Regions from separate parts of the Mus musculus genome. Here regions 1, 2, 3, 4, 5 and 7 are each linked to region 6. A link is a contact called in public HiChIP or PLAC-seq and promoter capture Hi-C data. All regions are on one chromosome and are shown on one strand. Each heading gives the region's core, a stretch centred on a gene start, on an enhancer-like site or on the middle of the called end of the contact. The rest is flanking DNA. Distances are from core to core; before and after follow the strand shown. Region 1 holds the start of Robo3 (roundabout guidance receptor 3). Region 2 holds the start of Kcnj5 (potassium inwardly-rectifying channel, subfamily J, member 5). Region 3 holds the start of Fli1 (Friend leukemia integration 1). Region 4 holds the start of Tmem218 (transmembrane protein 218). Region 5 holds the start of Nrgn (neurogranin). Region 6 holds the start of Tirap (toll-interleukin 1 receptor (TIR) domain-containing adaptor protein). Region 7 holds the start of Robo4 (roundabout guidance receptor 4).

Region 1 (2,700 bases), core at 22-2,521, 2.2 Mb before region 6:
CTACTCTTGACCTGCTTTTGGTTTGGAATCTGCCACAGCTTCATCTTCCACCCTGGAATTGAGTAGCATATAGCGCTCTGAGCTGTCTTCCTGTGCAGGTGTCCCCTTACATATCAGAAGCAGCCGCTGCACGATTACATAGCCTAAGAGCAATCCAAACACTTACTTGTCCACAGAACCTACAGGATGGGAAAGCCACGGTCTCTTGCTCCACATTCAACATCATTTCCAGTCTAGAGAAAGTGTGTGCAGGAGAGGGGCAAAAGCAAAGATGGTTGGCTGCAACATCTCCAAGGCTAAAATAACCCCTATTCGAGACAGAACCGGGGCTTTGGTTTTCCTGTTGCACACCCCACCCCACCTCACCCCGACCGGGAGGATAAACAGCTGTTATCTGGTTCCAGCAGTTTCACACAATTTGGCATTCACCCGGTCTGTGACACTTTGCTTCCTTTGTTCTAGACTTTTGGTCTCTTCAAAACTGTCAAACAACTTCCTAAAACACGTCATAGTGGAGCAATGCACTATGCTAATAGGTGCGTGCTGCCTGGATTCTCGGGGTCTCCTCCAATTTTACTCAGTTCTGAGCACCCGGCAGGATTTCCTGACGGGGCGGGGGGGGGGGCGCATCTGGAGCAGGACTCCAGGTCAAGTTGGATCTCTGTATCCCTGTGGGTTCCTAGTGGCAAGCCACAGGATTAGGAGGAATCGGACGCGCACGTGGGGCGAGAGGTGATCCAGCGGTGGAATTCTCTTCTTCCCCTCCACCCCCACTCCCAGGTATCCTAGCACCCTGCGCTCACGTTTCCAGGACCCAGAATTTGAAAGGCACTGGAAGCTGGGACATTGAGAGCTCAACAGTGTCTGCTCTCCCAATGCCTCAGTTTCCCTGACGTCCGAGAAAGGAAATAATTCCTGCTATAATTTTAGAAAGAAGGGCTGAGTCTGACAGAGGCTCAGTCCGCGTCTTGGGGGAGAGAGAGAGAGAGAGAGAGAGAGAGAGAGAGAGAGAGAGAGAGAGAGAGAGAGAGAGAGAGAGAGACTCTCCCGCCAGGTTCAGAGCAACATTTGATGAGAGGAGTGTGGGGCGGGGACTCTAACTTGCGCGCGGCCCTGTTAGTGGCCATCCTGGTGGAGGTGGGGATATGGAGGAAGGCGGATTAAGCCCTTAATTACGGCGTGATCCGAGTGGCACCTGCTTTCCGCCCGCCCAGCTCCCAGGGGATTCTGGCACTGGGGGGGGGGGGGGTGGAGAGAAGAACCAGCGAAGGAGGACAGCCCGCGCAGAGGCACGGCCGGTACCCAGGCACGCCTGCAGGACAGCGGCATCGTGGCTGCCGCAGCGCGCAAAGGCTGTGGAGGGGCTTACGGCTCCCGGCCCGCGGGTCCCAGACCCAAGGGCTGGGCTCCGAGGCCCCTGCCCAAGACCCAGGCGGGCTGCGCTATGCTGCGCTACCTGCTTAAAACACTACTACAGATGAACTTGTTCGCGGACTCCCTGGCCAGGGACATCTCCAACTCCAGCGAGCTACTCTTCGGCTTCAACTCCTCGCTGGCAGCGCTCAACCCTAGTCTGCTTCCTCCTGGAGATCCCTCTCTCAATGGTGAGACTGTTCGATGGGGACCTTAGATTTGGAGATCGGGATGAGAGGGCTGCTTGGAAGGGAAGACGGAAGGTCTCCTTTTCCAGGACCCAGGGGCGCCTGTCAGGGCCCTCCTGGGAAGTGGGGTCCCAAAGGAGCGTCTGAGTTGGTGTATTTGCCTGTGGTGGAGGGCTGCTGAGCCCCTTTCTCCTCATCTCTCCTACTATCCACCTACCACACCCACCCCAGGTGGGAGAAATGTAAAGGGCAAGTTCCAAGCTAAGAAGGAAGGTTAGACCAGGGCACGATGTCGCCAGTCGGCCAAGGCTAAACCGGGCACTAGGTGATCCACCCAAGTAGCAGATGCCACTTCCAGGACCTAAAGTTTTCAAAAACCTCACTCAGAGCAAGGGTGGGAAAGCCCCCAACTTTGTAGGTGTTTTTACGCGGAGGGTCAAAGTCAGCAATCTTCTCAAGGAAACTTAGTATTAAGTTTGTATCCCCAGTGAGACTCACAGCTGACCCAGCCTGGCAGAGCGATGGCGAGGTCGTTACTGCTAATTACAGTGATTAATAAATAACTTGAGACAGCGCTGCCCCCCCTGAGCGCTGCAGGCAGTCTGGAGAGAGGCCTGATCGCGCTCCCTGCTGGCTACGTCAGGAACTCTCCCTCTGGAAGCCTCTGCCCAACTTAGGCTAGGGCCCCGGACTCTGGACATGGTCCACCTTTGCAGTCTCTAAAAGATGAAAGGATTCTCTCTCTCTCTCTCTCTCTCTCTCTCTCTCTCTCTCTCTCTCTCTCTCTCTCGTTCTCTCTCTCTCTCCCCCCCCCCCCCGTACTCAGGTGCAAGGGAGGAGCCCCAGAGCCCTATTTGCATGGCCATTAGCTATTCATTAGGCTGCTGTCGAAGCATCTCTGGAGACCAGGAATGACAGGGAAGAAATTCCAGGGAAAGAGAGCCCTCGGCTGTGTCTGCAGGAATTAGAGGGAAAGCGTGGATCAGAAGGGTGTTGTGTGGAAGGAGTTTGAAGAGGGCTGAGATTCTCCAGTCTTGCCACCTTTGAGGAGTCCCAAGAGACCAAGCAGTTATTTTCTCGGATTTTTTACTCACCTAGA
Region 2 (2,700 bases), core at 143-2,642, 2.9 Mb after region 6:
CCTACGGTTCATTGAAGAATAGAGTCCTCTATGCTCAAAGCCAAGAACAGTCCACAAAAGAGGGAGAGTGGGGTTTGTGCCTGCAATGAGAAAGACCTAGGCTGGGGTAGAGACTAACAGTGGATTCCCAGAAGGAAGGATATTCAGACCCCCAGAGCAGCAGCCAATGTGGTCTGTACATGGAGGCTGTCACACAGAAAATGAAATACATTCAAGAGATCTATGCAGAGAAGTAGAAACAGAATAATGTACAACGGACTGGAAGGTGGGTGGAACCTTGAGGAAACACGGGGGTTCGGGGGCCGGGGGCCTTTTAATGCCATCATTGAAAAGCTTTTTCCTTCAACACATGTACATAGGACGTTGCAACAGAAATGACATTATAGTTTTAATATTTTACAAGAAGAACTTTTGGGAACAGAGAAGAAAGTAGAGAGTGGGAGGAAAGGCCAGCCCCCTTACCTGAAGATGGTTCAGGTCTCACTTGCCTTTCAAGGGAAGGCCATATCCATTTCAATGAATAGCCATTCCCACTCACCTATAGACTACCCTAAGCAGAATGCTCCAACAAAAGACCCACTTCCCTTCTCCCTTCTCTAGACTTTCCCCTTCAGTTATAATCAGGTCCCAGTCTCAAGAGCCAGACCCAGTAACAGCTTAAGGTCCCCCCCTAGACTGTGACTCCGGACTTCCAGGGGAATGTCCCCCACCTGCTGCATCTGGCTTCTTGATAGGCAGGGAAGTTCGGACAACAGCCCCCTCAAAGTGCCCAGAATGACTGAGCAGGTGTTCCCCCCTCCCCTTGCAAGGCTCTGAGCCTGAATTTTCTGCCCTAAGAGTTTCTTCTGTCTGCTCCTCCGCACCCTCTAAACACAGGCACGCGGGCGCTCACACACGTGCGGGGGCGCTTACACACGCGGGCGATCACACACACACATGTACACGTGAGCTTTCCCACATATTCACGGGAAGCTCTCACACACATCTGGTGGCGCAGGTCTCTGACCCTCGCTTAAGCGTGGCCAGAAGCACAGGAGCATCAACAAGGAGGTCTTGGAGGGAGGTGGCGAAGGGGGAGTAGTGGGCAGGAGAGTAGGGAGGAGGCTGCCCGCTCTCTCTGGCCCTGCGTCCGGCACCGGACTCCTTCCAAGTGACTGTGACCCCCGATACCAACAGCCCCCACCCATCTCCACCATATACCCCATTGTGCAAGCATTTCTCCCATTGCTGCCTTTCTTTGTGGTTCTCCTTTGCCTGTGGCCCTTTAAATCGCGTTCTATCCAGAGATTCAATTGTAGGGGGACAGAGGGAGGAGAACCCGGGAGGGGGGGCGGGGGGACGGGAGGAGATGGGGAGGGAGAAGAGAGGAGGGCGGAGAGGAGAGGGACAGCAGAGAGCCTCCCGCTGTTCTCTCTAGATAGAAGGGCGAGGCAGACCGGTGAAGGGGCGGGAGGTTTAGACGCCTCTGCTAGCTGGACCTGCGACACCAGAGTGGCTCGGGGCGTCTGCCCGTCCGTAGGCAATGCCTGAGGCTAGGGAATCCCCTGGAGAGCCCTGAGAGCCACCTGCACCGCCTTGGAAGGATCTCCAGAAGTTAGCCCCAAGGGTTCGGAGAAGCTCTCTGCGCTACAAGTAAGTTGTCTCCTTTCTCTCGCGTCCCTCCCCCAGCCCAGCGACTCCCCAAACCGGACCCTCACTAGGTGTCCTGTGGTTCTAAAAGAAGGCTTTCCCCTACCGGAGCCTGTCGGGTTGAGACAGGATGGGAACAAGATCCGGTGGTCCAAAGTTCAACAAACTGAAGCTGGCCTTAGCTGCCGGCCTCCCCAAGATGAGGAGTCCAGCCTCCCCAGGACCATAAACGCCCTGCTCCCAGAACCAGACCAGGATACCTGCGGGACTGAAACCTTCCATCTTTGGCTTGCTTGGCCAGGCCTTGGGAGGAGATAGAGAGAACCTTGCTCCCAGAAACAGCTTCAGGTGGGGGCAGAGATGGTCGGGTAGGGCGACCCCCTGGACTGTAGACTCTCTGCCCCAGCTGCTTTCTAATCTAACTGCTTTGCGGTACCAGTCTTCTCAGAATTGGTCACTACCTGTATGCTTTCCTTCTTTTGAAAACATTTCTGCAATTGTTCAAAAGAAGGGTTAAAGATAAAAGGTGGAGGAAGACAAGCTATAGCATTTTCCTGATGGTGGCTCTCCTTGGAGATCTGCTCTGTAGCACCTGATTCTGCCAGGGCCTCCTTTAAACGCAAGGGCAGGCCACTAGGAGGGGGGTTTCTAGCCTGGGACTGTGGAGCAGTGTTCAGTGTTGGCTTCTCGAAATTTCATGGGCTATTCCCAAAAGGCAGTGGAGACTCTAGCCTGCCCAGCATCCATACCAAGATCCCGGGGCGCTATCGAGGGGAACCTTTCAAACACCAGGCAAACAGTGGGAATGCAAATGCTCACTGTGACTCTTCTCAGTTAAACGGAGACTAGCAAGCCTGTCCCACAGCACAGAAATGGCAGCTCTGAGAGGGTGAGTAACTGAGATTACAACGGGAGAGTCTCCACAGTATCTGACTCCAAAGTGTAGCTATTCTTTCTCCTAAGCAAGCTGCCTGGGCCACCGAGCATGGGAATCCCTGCGGAGAAGCAGGGGACAGCAGCTAATATTTACAGAACCGGGGTGTTGAGCTGGAACGGGGTCCTGGGAGTTAA
Region 3 (2,700 bases), core at 129-2,628, 2.7 Mb after region 6:
CGTGGACACCCTCTTGATTTTTTTTTCCTTTCCAATTTATTCGGATCTGCTCTGGAATTTTTCCCCTCTTTTCCCGGGAGGACTCTTAAATAATAGTGAGAAAGTCCACAGCGTGGTCTGAAGAGCGTGGAAAAAGGTAACCTGTTTTCAAAGTCTGGGAGATGGGAGTCAGGCCGCCAGCGCCGATACCCCAGAGAAGCCTTAACAAGAGAGCTCCTGGGTCCAGCAGGGGAGGCGCGGGGGATAGCAGAAAGAACCGAGCCGGTAAAGCGGGCCACGCCGCTGGTTGGGAATGACAGTCCCTAGCTTGGACCCTTAGACTGCCCGTTCTCATCCAAGGTGGGGTCTCTGCTGAGCCGCGGCTCGCCGCGCTCCTGGGTCCTGCTGCGTAGTGTGGAGGGCAAGCTCGCCCTGGTGTCAGTTCCTTGGGGGCTGCGATGGTATTGAAGAACTTGGGCCGTCGGGTCCTGATAGGTGAGAGAATTTAACTCAAAAAGCCTAGGTTGTGGCTGGTCTACCTCCTTAGCGGGCTGTGGAGCCCGGAGTCGAGGCGCGCCAAAGCATGGGCATCTCTCTGCTAACAAAGCTTGAGGTATTGAGCCCTTGACAGGTCAGGTCCGCGGGACCCAGAATTCGCTTTGAGCCTATCCGGAGACCAGCGCTTAGATGCAAAAACTCTCTTCGGCTCCTCTCTTTCTTTCTTTCTTTCTTTCTTTCTTTCTTTCTTTCTTTCTTTCTTTCTTTCTTTCTTCCTTCCTTCCTTCCTTCCTTCCTTCCTTCCTTCCTTCCTTCCTTCCTTTTTAAAAATAGTAGGTTTGCCTTGATCTGCATCCGAATCTCCCCTGGCGGTCAGCATCGCCAGGTTATCCCCTGTTCTAACAAACTCTTCCGCCGTCTTCCTCCCATCCCCAAAAAAGTTTGACTCCGGCTGGAAAAAGCATTAATGAATGTATCTGTGGGAAGAAACGGAAAGTGAATGAGTCAGGAGGGCCACCTTCGGCCAAAGGCCCAAGGGAAAGGAAAGAGGCCAGAGGCGTTTGGCTTTGGATTTGGGGGGAAGGTGATGGGGGAGTTGCAGACTTCAGGAATCAGGGAGCGGATACTGGGCGTGGACCCCGTCATTGTTCCTGGCCAGCTCTTATCTCCCAGGAGCAAGTATCCTGTGTGCGCAGTGCATGAATGTAACTGGGCATCCCGCGTATATTTATATAGCGAGTGATGCGAAAAGCAGGGCGAGGAGAGGACGAGGGGGTGTGGGGGAGGGAAGACAAGAGAGAGCAGAGAGTGGAGAGGGCGAGATGAGAGAGAGAGAGAGAGAGAGAGAGAGAGAGAGAGAGAGAGAGAGAGAGAGAGAGATAGGACTTCCTCCCCGATCGCAAAGTGAAGTCACTTCCCAAAATTAGCTGAAAAAAAGTTTCATCCGGTTAACTGTCTCTTTTTCGATCCGCTACAACAACAAACGTGCACAGGGGAGCGAGGGCAGGGCGCTCGCAGGGGGCACTCAGAGAGGGCCCAGGGCGCCAAAGAGGCCGCGCCGGGCTAATCTGAAGGGGCTACGAGGTCAGGCTGTAACCGGGTCAATGTGTGGAATATTGGGGGGCTCGGCTGCAGACTTGGCCAAATGGACGGGACTATTAAGGTAAGCGGCTGGGCAGTGGGCGCGGGGAGAGGGCCGACCGGGGCGGCGGGAGGGCTGGGCGCCGGGGTCCCGGAAGACGTGGCCGCTCTCCCTTCCTTCCGCGCCCCGGCTTCGCGCGGTCTCCTCCGGGTGGCGAGTCCCCCATTCCGAGGAGGCCGGCCAGCCTTCCCGCCCAGGGCGATCTACCCCTCACTCCTTGCGCCACTGTGGAATCCCGCAGGCTCCCACTGTGCCGCCCGAAGGGGCTGCGAGACCCGGCAGCTGAAACCTGGGGACCCGGGGCGCGGAGCAGAGTCTCGGGCGGGAGATCGCCGGGTCGGTTCCCACCCGGCACCCAGACGACCTGGCCCCGGCGCCAGGCACTAGTCTGGCGGCCAGCTTCCTCACGCCAGAGGCCGAGATCTGCGCGGGCAGGAGCAGCGTTCGCCTCTGGCTGGGGTCCCCCGACCCTCCGAGCGAGTTGGAGGAGTAGTTGCGGGAGGGCAAGGGGTGCAAGGGAGGGTGTCTGAGGATCCGGCTGAGCCGGCGGGTCCAGATGGAAGACCCTGTTTACTTGTCAGCCAGACCGGTTTCTCTTCCCCCCTTCTCACTGCTGCTGCCCGGCAGTTGCGGACGCCGGCTGCCTGGAGCTAACGGGCCCGCCTCGCAGTTCCTCGGGTTAGGAATCTCCTTGCTCTCCGGCTCCTCAGTGCCTCAGATCCCGCACACTGTGCGTGCGCCTGCTTTAGAGCAAGGGATCCAGGAGCTGTCCTCTCAGTAAGAATTAAACTCCTTCAACAGCTGTCCCCCTGCGGTGGCTGGTTCAGAGTCTATGGCCTGGGGCTTGCCGATTGCACCCCCACCCCCACCCGCCACCCGCGCCGGCCCAGCTTGGGTCTAGGTTGCAAAGTGCAGACCAGCAGACCTGTGAGTCTGGGTTCCCTGTCACGCTTCAGAAAGGCCGAGTGCTCCCTCCGAAAGGGGGAAGTAGGGCCAGGAGCAGAGACGAGGGACACCCCCTAACGTGACTAGCCTAAGAGGACTTAGGAGAATGAATGAGAGCAGACGTTAGCTTCAAGGCT
Region 4 (2,700 bases), core at 137-2,636, 2.0 Mb before region 6:
GTTGTTTGTTTTTCTCCCTGTGATGGAGACTGTGAGGTTCCTTATAAAGTTCTCCGGACCCTTTTGAATCTATATGTCTTGAATTCTTCCTCCACCTAAGGTTGGTTTGACAGCCCCTTTCACCCAATTTCCAGGGGAAAACAAACAAACAAAGAAACAAACATCCTGCACCCTGGGTTCATTGGATGAAAATCCTGCCCACCACCAGGCTGAGGATCTTTGGTTGTTTTTGGTTTTTGAGACAGGGTTTCTTTGTGTACCCTTGGCTGTCCTGGAACTAGATCAGGTTGGCCTCAAACTCAGAGAACTCTCAGCCTCTGTGATTAAAGGCATGGGCCACCTCTGCAAGACAAGCTGAGAATCTTAAGGGAGAAAACTAATACCTGTCTCAGAGGACAGTTTGCTGTCTGGGGCAGATGGAAATTACAGATAAGGCAGTGTGGTGTAAGGCTGCTGGTGGATGATACCTTGCCCGTACCCCAAATTTCAGGACCAAGTCCTTGAACGCAATAGAAATGGTAGGTTACTGGACAGGATTGCCTTTCTGGAGATATCTTTTTTTCCCGGGTAAAGCTTTGTACACTTGGCTAGCCTCGAACTCACAAAGATTTGACTGCCTGTGCCTCCAGCCTGCTGGGACTAAAGATTAACGCCACTACTACGCCCAGCTCTCTTTTTAACTTTTTTTTTTTTTAATTGCTTATTCCAAACCTTCAAAAATAGTTAGAATGGCCTGATGTGGTAGTACACATCTGTCATCCTAGCATTCAAAAGGCTGGGTGGGGCAAGAGGACCGACCATAAGTTTGAGGCCTGCCGGGGATATTGAGCAAGGCCTATCCCCAAAATCAACAAACTGGAGGAGTGAGAGCCTACACTTTTTTTTTTTTTCCTACTTTAGAAACTTCAGCCTCGTTTGGGTTTTAAAACATTAGGCTAATGCCTCCTAATCTTTGTTGGTTAATCACATGCACCTCTGGGCAAAATCAAATGTCACGACCCCTAAAGACCAGGTGACACCTGACTGACAGAAAGAGGGTGCTTCAGCGTCCTGCCCTTTTTACTGGGCAGGCAGCGATTCAGTCTGCAGGGTTCACCACACATCAGCTCCCAGCACCGCAGCTGGGAACACTGGGGACTGAGCAGTAATCCCAGGCCTGCGGCCAGGATGACCTTCGGTGGCCCGCGCGCCTCCCGCCCTCACCTTCCAGGCGTCTGGGGCCAGCCTCCGGTCCTCACCCGGCTCTCAGGTTCCTCACCAGGACTCACCCCTCGCTCTCTGTCCCCTTCATCCAGGCTTTGGTCTACTTTGGACGAATCACAAGTAGGGGCTCATTTAAGAAATTTAAGATGGACCAATCAAAGCCGCCCTTTCAGCACTTAAGGGCGTCCTCAATAGCTGACGTTGGCTGTGGCTCCAGGCAACGCAAAGCGTGGTGGGTGGGTGGTGTGTACGTCAGTCTCCTTTACGTCCTCCCATTGGTCTATATGTACTGTCCTCAGTTTCAATTGGATAGCAATGCTTGTCAATCACACCTTGGTAAGGATTAAACCCTTGGACAACAACGGGAAGACCGTTTAATAGCTTCTTGCTTTCGCGATTGAGATTGCTCCGACCGATCACAGAGAGCTGTTCCGCGGTCTAGACACCAATTCCTGCCCCGCTATCTATCTGATGACCAGTCCGCAGGAGCCTGGGATTGTGGGGACAATCAAATCGGCTTGGCATTTCAGGATCCCTAGAATCCCTCCTGAATTGAATGCAGATCACTAGTTAAAATAACAACACATTCTCCTTACTGGGCCTTATTTTATTGGTAGTTTTTCTTCCTTTAGGTTTTGACATGTACCGACAAGGCAAGGATCAATGAAACCAAGAGACAGACTTGGGAAGAGGCCCGAGGTCACATAAACCCTTTTCCCTTCTTGCCACCCTATACTGGCAGCTGGTCCACATGTGTGGAAGAGTGTTCTTCCCTAACTGCTACCCAGAATGTGTCAAGATTTTGTATGCAGGCTATAGGGTGTCTGATCAAAAGATCAGGCCAGTGAATGGAAACCGGTCAAAGTTTGCATCCTTCGTCGTGCAAGCGTGAAGGGAAAACAAAAGCAATATAAGATTTGTGAACTGCGGTCCTGGAAGCTGTGTCCTTAGACAAAATTGGGCCTGGATGTATTCTATCTGCCTGCTCGACTGCCTGCCTGTCTCTGTGTCTGTCTCTCCCTCTCTCCCTCTCTCCCTCTACTTCTTTCTCTCGTCCCGTCCCTTCTCTCCAGATTCTCACTATGTAACCCTGGCTGTCCTGGAACTCATTATGTCAACCAGGCTGGCCTCGAACTCACAGATGTGTCTGCCTCTGCCTTCCTAGTACTGGTATTGAAGGCATGAGTCACTAGCCTGGCTTTCAGTGCACTCTTTTTCTGAATTATGAATGAAGTGGAGGCTGATTCAGTTTTCTTGACTGTAGAGACCTATAGGTCCTTACCTCTTTAACGACTGAACGTTAGCTGCCTTATTGAGGAGCTATGCTATTGTTACTGTAACTATGTACTATTAGAAACTGAGAGGATACACAAGAAATAAAATGTTACTCTTGTCTTAATGAGTTTTACATAGTTTTGTAATGGCAGGTCAAGGACACAAGGTGTAGATCTAATTTATAGTTAGTTACTCCAGAGGATAGCACACATGAGAACACTT
Region 5 (2,700 bases), core at 199-2,698, 2.4 Mb before region 6:
ATATAAATACATTCAAAGTGGGTGCTGGGTGTACGTGATTTTATTTGGTGCAGATGGATGGAAGGATAGATAGATGGATAAGTAGACAGATAGATCACAGGTCATGGAGAGATACAAAATAGATACTTGGTCGGTGATGATGGAAGACACTTAGAACTAGTCAAAATACTGAGAATTAGAGGCTATTGGATGCCAAGTCATAGAGAGGACACATATATACCAATACTTCCAAGGCTCAGGAAACATCATGGAAGAAGGGGTAGGAAGAATTTAAGAACCAGAAGAAGGGGGGTGAGGTATGGAATGATGATTTCCAGTCATGACTTGGCTATTGAGTTAACAACAGCTGGATCACCTGCACAAGATCTCCACAAGAGTGGGCCCATTAACACTCTATCATGGAAAGAGGAGGGGCTTATGAGGTACCACCCCACCCTGAAGATTTATACACAATTAATAGTTGGTGAGGTAGGGAGAGACATTTACTTTAGGGGTGCAGTCACTAGTACAGTGCCTACAATGCTGTAAAGAAGCCCTTGCCCGTGCTCCTATAAACAACACTAACAAAATTCAATGGGTTCCTTCTCGACACCCCCCCATTCCAAAAAAAAAGACATGGCAATAAAAGGGATACTTGTGGAAAGAGTAGGGGTTATCAGGAGTGGGAAGGGGCAAAAGAGGGTAACCAGGTGAACATGGTTTAAAGGGCACAAGTAGGTCACAATGGAATCAATTAATACGTAGAATCAACGTGTGACAATACAGTGTTCTTGCTAAAAATTTTAAAAAGAAAACACTTAGTGCAGACATTGCCAGCAGTGAGAATGCAGGTATTTTTGTCTATGTGCTAACTAACAGGAGGTCTACCGTTTACCTGTGCTTCACAGGGTGTGTGGACACGGCCCTGTGGAGTTGTTTTTGCCTATTGTGTCTGCAGTGTCTGTATGTGGGAAGATACACCACACCACCCCGCCTGGGAGTATGTATGGATGCATGAGGCTTGGAGCGTCTATGTCACTATGTGCCCATCATGTAGGCTGTCTACCATCAGGTTTCTCTGTAACTAGAGTGAGGAGGGCATCTCTGCAGAGAGGGGAAATAGAGGGAGTAATGTTTGGGACTCTAGAACAGGGAGGTGGGTGAGGTTCGTGGTTTTCTATCTATGGGCGGTAGGGCGTGCTGCACCCAGATGTGTATTTGTGCCCTGGATGTTGGAGGCCTTGTGCTTACTCCGACGTACATCTGCCTGGCAGTCTGCGACTTAGAAAGCGGGGGGGGGGGTGAATTTGGGAGATGGGGTGTGTAGGAGGAATGGATGGAAGTGTGTAGGTGGAGAGGTTGGAGCACCAAAGCGAGCGAGGCGGAGAGAGTCGAGAGAAGGAGTGGTCCTCGCTCCAGTTCTCCCCGCCCACCCTGCAGAAAGTGTCTTCTGATTGGCTTCGAGGCCGCAGGGCTCAGGTTACATTCGCAAGAGTTGCGGAGCGCGGGAGACCGGACCCAAGAGGAGAGAGGCTGGTTCTGCAAGGATTCTGCGCTGGTCGGGGAGTGCCCGACAGCCCCTGAGCTGCCACCCAGCATCGTACAAACCCACCCCCGCTCTGCGCCAGGCTCCACCCCAGCCAAGGACCCTCAACACCGGCAATGGACTGCTGCACGGTAAGTCCATACTTGAACTCAGCGTGTTCTGGGGCAAGGGGCACACGAGAACCCCTGGGGGGTGAGTGAGGGATGGAAGTGGGTGCGGAAGACCTAGGAACAATGTGGGAAAGAATGGTGCTGAAATATTGTATTGGATGATGGAAGGCGCCTGCCTGATCTGAGCCAAGCCCTGGGGAAAATGCTCCCCAGCTCGCGGGGGCGTCTGAGCGCCCATGGGCCAGACAATCTAGGTTGTATCTGGATCTGAGCAGAGCTTTCATGCAGGAAAGCTGCTGCTTAGACGAGAGGTGGAACTTCCCCCACGGAGACACAGGAAAGTTGCTGGTGTGCTAGTCCTTTCCCTTGGTATTTTTTGGCCCCCAAACGATTTCCTATCCCACTGCTGCTGTCGCGGACTGTGGCAAGATCTTCACGACCCTCAGATGATCGTCTAAGCCCTTATGTGGCGAAGTCGGGGAGAATCCACCCTGGTCTTGGTGGTGATGGGCAGGAAAGAACCTAGTCAGTGTGGTTCTGGGGTGGAGCTGGTTCAGCCCCCAAAACCTTCTCCTTTGGAAGGTGCTGGGTGAGTGACCGTGAGAGGGCCCTGTGGGCAAGGGGAGGAAGTGTCTATCAGCGCCTACACGGAAACTGGATGCTGCAAGTGCCTAACGCCAAAGCAGATCTTGTTAAGGGCTCTTGTATGAAGGCATCCAGCACTGGTCCTGGCTCCTAGCTGGCTAAAGGAGTTGAGTGACCCATACCTATATAAAACGTGTTTGCTTATTCTTAGCCTCCGATCTAAGGAAAGAGACGACTCCAAATTCCTAGTGTTTTCTTTCTGTCACTCTGGCTAAAGACTCCAGAGGTTACTTAACGACAGCAGGAACCCCACCTTTCTCCCACAATGTGCAAAATAAATAAGTTTGGAAGGGAGGAATAGCCCATATCTTTGAGAGGTGACACTTCCCAATGCCCAGTGTCCAAGACGCAGTGAGAACTTAGGGGCAAGCCATTGCTGACATTTTAACTCTTGTTAAATAAATAACAGCTGCCAGAGTG
Region 6 (2,700 bases), core at 98-2,597:
ACAACCATCCGTAACGAAATCTGACTCCCTCTTCTGGAGTGTCTGAAGACAGCGACAGTGTGCTTACATAAATAAATAAATAAATAAATAAATAAATAAAATCTTTTAAAAAAAAAAGGGTTTAGATATGCTAAAAAAAAAAAAAAAAAAAAAAAGAAATGGTTTATTCTTGAGCCATACCTGAGTGACCACGTCCCAGGAATATAGATTTAGGTTATCCTAAACTGCATGTTTCAGTGTGGAAGGAGCTTCACAACGTTTTAAATTGTTACAGAACAAAGTCATAAATCAAGCCAAGTTTAAAATACATTGTCGGGCACATCGCAGAGGCAGTACAGCAAGACTGGGGCTGGGGAGACCTTTGCTGTAGGACTCAGGTGTTATCTGATGATAGCTTTCGGGTTGGGCAGCTAGGGATCTGCTCAAGGTATGGCTGGCCGATCCGTGGGGTTTAGAGCTAGCTGAGCCTCCGGACAGGCAATATTCCTATCTCTCCAACTCACTGCAGTTCTAATCAGTAAGTCAGCCTTTGCAGACACAATTGCTTTCCAGGAATTCTTATGAATATTCATCTCTCACAACACCAGCATCCAGAGAATGTAATTTTGATGAGTAAACCTAGAAAGATCATTCATGAACAGCGCCACGGCATCAACTGCCTCCCTCTGAACAAGTTACAGGTTGGCTTGGCTGGAGAGAAAAAGAAATCAAGAGTGGGCTAATAAGGCCTTACACCAGCCCATTCTACTCCTGCCACCTGCAGTATTTCATGTGAGTTGGTTTTAGGTTGGTGTTTTAATAACAATATTCCCTTGGCGTTTCACAAAGCTCACAGCAGGAACTCTAAGAAGTGGAGGCAGAGGACTTAAATATTTCATCAGGGCTTACCAACACTTTGCCCAGCCACCCTTTTTTTGCAGTTATTTTGGTACCCTTGGAAATGCAGTTGAAATGCCATTAGGAAATCCCTGCCCTGAAGGCCAGCACTTTTGGCCAGACTGATTCCAGCCTGTGGGCAGCAACCTTAATGGGACCCATATCCCAGTAAAAGAACGGACCTCCCAGGGGCTAGCCGGCTTCTTTGTCCACTTAACCTACCTTACTTAAGGGGATGAAAGTCTCATTTTCCCCAACCGTGCGAAAGAAGGTAAGGTCTGCACCTCCCTTTCTGGAGTTTTCTCCTCGTCCCTTTGCCCTCACACAAGACAAACCGCGGCTCAGGGCTTCACGGCAGCCTCAGGGAGCTCGGGTGTCTGGGTTCAGCCTCGGGTCGTAACCAGGCAGCTGGGAATCTTGAGCGACGCGGACTGGCGAGCGCCCCCTAGGGTCCGGCCGGCGGGTGTGGGCAGGAGAGTGGCTAGTGCGGGCGGGAGGGCCGTGGCCGAGGAGCTTCCGGGAGCCGGGGCGCGGGCACTTCCCGGACGAGTCTGCAACCCGCAGCGTGGAGCCGCGTAGGTGAGCGGGCGGCGGGGACGCGGGGCGGTGGGCGGACGGGCCCTGCCGAGTCAGCCCTTTCCCCGGGACAACGCTCCCCTGATCCGCCCCTTCCAATCTGGGGTCCAGCACTCCCCCGAAAGCCGCCACCTTTCTGTGGCACCGATGCCAGCATGGAGCTGTTAGTCCGGCTGGGCTTCAAGCAGTCCGGCCACATCAAGTGGCTCTCCCTAGCTCCCTGAAGTCTCTGCCCTGTCATAACCTGGCCCCTCTGGGCTTGACTTTGTGGCAAAGTTCTGCATTAGTGTCACTTTATTTAAAGTTAAGAACCCACTGGGCGTTGCTATCACGGTCATTTAACGGGCATCCACCAGGGATTACTACAGTGCCAAGTACCAGAGGGACTAGGGGAGTAGGAACAGTTCGGTCCTTAGGTCAGACACTGGCTGGCAGGTAAACCAGAAACCCGAGAAGCGCAACTAGAGAAGGAAGTAGGGAGTTCTCCATCGGACAGACCTACCCAGGAATGACTCAGAGGAAGCCTTGCTTTGTTTTCAGACTTTAAGAAACAATATCAACCAGCATACCGAAACACAGATCCCGAGTCCTACCAAGCCACTTTTCACAGGCTTTCTTGTGTAACCTGCATCCAGAACAGTAAGTCTATGTACGTACATATGCTGCTTGATGTATAACATCATGTCGAAAAGGTGGACTGTGGACTGGTCATCCGATTTACTGAACATGGTTGTTTTCAGCTTTGGCCTGTTTTGAGTTTGTGTGACTTTTGTACCTTTGCTCAGTTTGATAGTGTGCAGTAGCTTTCTAAAACAGTTGTGTTTGGGGCCAGAGCAGAGGCTCGGTGGTTAAGAGCACTGGCTGCTGTTTCAGAGGACCCTAGTTGAATCTCCTCACCCACATAGTGGCTCACAAACATCTCTGTCACAAACTCTGGTTCCGGATGACCCAATGCCCTCTCTGGCCTCTACAGGCACATGGCATGAAAGTGATATATAGACACACACACACACACACAGGCAAAACATCCATGCACAGAAACGAACATTTTCTAAGCTAAAAATAAAAACTGTGCTTGCTGGCTATCACAGCAGACACCTGTGATCCCAGCACGCTGGTGGAGGTGAGAAGAGGTAAGTTCAGGGCCAGCCTGGGCTATCAAACCCTATCTCAAAACAAAGCAAGCAAGCACAGAAGTTACGGCAGTCACTCCCAGCAGCACATTCTGTGTGCTCCCATTCTTCCATG
Region 7 (2,700 bases), core at 16-2,515, 2.2 Mb before region 6:
CAGGGAGGACCACACTCAAGAACCAAGCTCTCTCCCACCACGGCCACTGTGTCCCGAGGTTGGATCTGGAAGTCCTCCTGGAGGACTATTGGGAAGTCAGCAAATCAGCAGGAAGCACGTCTACCCACCCTGAGTCCTTCTAACATCCTAACATGGATGGCTTATCCGAACATGCTTACCCAATTCTGCTCTACCACTTCCTTGCCCCTCTATCTCTAGTTTAACCTAGTTCTCCATCCCAAGACCCTCAGTCCCTGCCTCCCTTCACAGACAGACTCTCGTATTTCCCTGGACACAAGCATCTCAGCCTAACTCTGCTTCCCCCTGGGCCTACCCTCCCAAGCCTCACCAGCCACAGACAGCCTAGCACCCCGGCTCACTGCTGTGCCCAGCCGGTTGCTGGCCTCACATGTGTAGACACCCAGGATTGCTGAGAGGATGTTCTGGTCATCTTGTGGCCGTCCCTGGACAGAGGGCCGATGTAACAGGAGGGTCCCATCCGGCAAAAGGTAATGTAGGTCTGGGGTGGCCATGCTGAGGGGCTGCCCATTCAGCAGCCAGCGGATAGTGGGAGGTGGTTGGCCGGATGATCTGCACCTCATCTTGGCTGGGCCAGAGCCCTGAAGTAGCTGGTCCTGGGGGTGAACTAGGATCTGGGGTGGAGAATCCAGAGCCTCACCTCCTAAGAGGGAAAGAGAGACTCCTGTACTGCACCCCTTCTATGTCTTGTGTAGGAATCTGTAGTCTTGTGTAGGCTTATCTTACTGAACATTTATTTCCAAATAAGAAGCTAACTAGGAGGGGAGAAGGTCTGAGTCCATAGGTCAAGATCTGCATAGCTCTTTCTCTGTTGCACGCACACACACACACACACACACTCTCTCTCTCTCTCTCTCTCTCTCTCTCTCTCTCTCTCTCTCTCTCTCTCTCTCAACCCCCATCTTTGTCTCTGATACTTCACTGCTAACTAGAAGAAAGGCACCAGACAACAGAGATGCTCCTTTGTCCTGCTGGCTTTGGATCCAGACCGTGGATCCTGCCATGAATCCAGGAGCGTGGGTTAGGAGAGGGAGGGCCCTACTCACCCATGATGAAAAGCAGCAGCAGAGGCAGAGGCCACTCCGTCCCCAGGAGGCCCGTTCCTCCAGAGCCCATGGCTGCTCTCGGCTCCTCTCCTTGTCCCATACACTTTTGTCCGGTTGTTCTGAGCTCACAGCAGTAAGGGAAGAAAGGGAGGGGTGGGGTGGTGGTAGTTGTTTGTGACTGAGACTCTGTCCCAGTAGGGAAGCAGCTTTGAGGAAACGGATGCTTCCTGCCTGGCCCTCATGCCTTAGAGAACTGGGAGGGGACCAGAGGTGAGAAACTCTCTGACCTCTACACTTCAGCTGTAATCCCCGGGATGCTAACTGCAGGCTAAGGGTTTACTTCATGTCTGAGTTAGGGTTTCTTAAATGAAATCCTCACACTGATCCCAATTGTACCCATACAATCTGCCAACTCCACAGCTCTGTTCAAAGCATATGTTTAATCTTGGTCTCTATCGGCTTTTTCCCATTAGCCAGCCACCTAATAGAGGAGGAGGAAGACCAGAGGTTGAGCCTCAGACATAGGAGTAAGGAGCTGAAGATAGAGTCCAAAGGGCTTACAGGCCAAGAAAGCAAGGGGCACATGGGGGTCAGGAGGTAGCAAGTGTCTATCTCTGGTCCAATCCCCAGGAGCAGGTAGACTGAGTCTTGGGAGGCTAGAAAGTAGGAATGACTCAGAACCTTAAGCTTTGAAAACCCATGGACTAGCTGGGCAGTGGTGGCACACGCCTTTAATCCCAGCACTTGGGAGGCAGAGGCAGGCGGATTTCTGAGTTCAAGGCCAGCCTGGTCTACAGAGTGAGGTCCAGGACAGCCAGGGCTACACAGAGAAACCCTGTCTCAAAAAAGAAAAGAAGAAAAGAAAAAGAAAACCCATGGACTATGTACGCATTTTCATCAAAAGATTTGGAAATGATGTCTGTGGGCTCTTGGGCAGATTCCTTCATCCTCAAAGCCAGTTTTCATACCTGTAAAATGGGGATATTAATAATAGACACCACCTTCAGATCCAGAGTAAAACTGGAATGAGATTAGGCATGAGATAGACTAGGTATGGACACAGGGGTATCACCTGTGTTTTTGTGCACATCCCACCACTGAAACTCTCTGAAGCATCATCAGTGGGATGGGTTCTAGGATTGGGGAAGATGGTCGTAATGAAGCCTTCCAAGGCTGGCCTGGTCTGACACCTGTCTTCTATGGCTACATAGCACACAACCTACACAACAACTAAGCTGACTGTATTGGCTCCTCCCTGAAACCCAGAGAGACTGCCTTCTCCTCAGAGCCCAGCTCCTGTTTACCAGTCTCTTCCTTCCAAATCTGGAATCTCAGCCATTTCCTAGAGCTGTTCACAGAAGGCCAAGGCCAGGCTCTGAGCTTCAGCGGAAAAGCGTGCAGGCTTTGTTCTTCATTGTTCTGGCCAGCTTGTCTGGAGGCCCCTAACACAGCTGACCCTTCTCCCTTCCTCCCCCTCCCTGTTGGGTTTCAGGAACAGCATCAGCCCTAACCACTGGACTTCTGTGCTTCATCTCTTTCTGTCTCCTGAGACAAACTAAGACTGATTAAGACAGGATTAATGGGGGAAAAAAAAAAACCTTAAAAACACTACAGT

Evidence for each region. Promoter capture Hi-C pulls out the DNA fragments that hold promoters and counts their contacts. HiChIP or PLAC-seq counts read pairs in DNA pulled down with a chosen protein or histone mark. Capture Hi-C pulls out chosen DNA fragments and counts their contacts.
Region 1: a contact with region 6 is called in a promoter capture Hi-C map of pre-B cells, with 5 times the contacts expected there. The contact joins the promoter of Robo3 here to the promoter of Tirap in region 6. A contact is called at or near these places in 2 of 39 promoter capture datasets (liver and pre-B cells) and 1 of 484 Hi-C or Micro-C datasets (B cells).
Region 2: a contact with region 6 is called in a promoter capture Hi-C map of hippocampal neurons, with 5 times the contacts expected there. The contact joins the promoter of Kcnj5 here to the promoter of Tirap in region 6. A contact is called at or near these places in 1 of 39 promoter capture datasets (hippocampal neurons), 1 of 484 Hi-C or Micro-C datasets (B cells) and 1 of 115 datasets of contacts at active chromatin or transcription factors (astrocytes).
Region 3: a contact with region 6 is called in an H3K27ac HiChIP or PLAC-seq map of embryonic stem cells, with 8 times the contacts expected there. The contact joins the promoter of Fli1 here to the promoter of Tirap in region 6. A contact is called at or near these places in 2 of 115 datasets of contacts at active chromatin or transcription factors (embryonic stem cells and large pre-B cells).
Region 4: a promoter capture Hi-C map of adipose tissue shows a contact between it and region 6, with 3 times the contacts expected there. The contact joins the promoter of Tmem218 here to the promoter of Tirap in region 6. A contact is called at or near these places in 2 of 39 promoter capture datasets (both in liver) and 1 of 9 other capture datasets (adipose tissue).
Region 5: a promoter capture Hi-C map of pre-B cells shows a contact between it and region 6, with 4 times the contacts expected there. The contact joins the promoter of Nrgn here to the promoter of Tirap in region 6. A contact is called at or near these places in 2 of 39 promoter capture datasets (liver and pre-B cells).
Region 7: a contact with region 6 is called in a promoter capture Hi-C map of liver, with 5 times the contacts expected there. The contact joins the promoter of Robo4 here to the promoter of Tirap in region 6. A contact is called at or near these places in 2 of 39 promoter capture datasets (liver and pre-B cells) and 1 of 9 other capture datasets (liver).

Annotation. Positions count from the first base shown.
Region 1 is chr9:37,431,746-37,434,445 of GRCm38.p6, reverse strand. Robo3 (roundabout guidance receptor 3) reads left to right here and starts at 1,271. Exons shown (of 28, transcript NM_001164767.1): 1 at 1,271-1,604. The coding sequence starts at 1,445.
Region 2 is chr9:32,343,036-32,345,735 of GRCm38.p6, reverse strand. It overlaps Kcnj5 (potassium inwardly-rectifying channel, subfamily J, member 5), which reads left to right and starts at 1,392. Exons shown (of 4, transcript NM_010605.5): 1 at 1,392-1,632.
Region 3 is chr9:32,540,130-32,542,829 of GRCm38.p6, reverse strand. It overlaps Fli1 (Friend leukemia integration 1), which reads left to right and starts at 1,378. Exons shown (of 9, transcript NM_008026.5): 1 at 1,378-1,639. The coding sequence starts at 1,622.
Region 4 is chr9:37,206,909-37,209,608 of GRCm38.p6, reverse strand. Tmem218 (transmembrane protein 218) reads right to left here and starts at 1,386. Exons shown (of 4, transcript NM_025464.3): 1 at 1,204-1,386.
Region 5 is chr9:37,551,493-37,554,192 of GRCm38.p6, reverse strand. Nrgn (neurogranin) reads left to right here and starts at 1,448. Exons shown (of 4, transcript NM_022029.2): 1 at 1,448-1,656. The coding sequence starts at 1,642.
Region 6 is chr9:35,198,612-35,201,311 of GRCm38.p6, reverse strand. It overlaps Tirap (toll-interleukin 1 receptor (TIR) domain-containing adaptor protein), which reads left to right and starts at 1,347. Exons shown (of 7, transcript NM_054096.2): 1 at 1,347-1,455; 2 at 1,993-2,101.
Region 7 is chr9:37,400,537-37,403,236 of GRCm38.p6, reverse strand. It overlaps Robo4 (roundabout guidance receptor 4), which reads right to left and starts at 1,265. Exons shown (of 18, transcript NM_001309390.2): 1 at 1,086-1,265; 2 at 350-682; 3 at 1-85. The coding sequence starts at 1,155.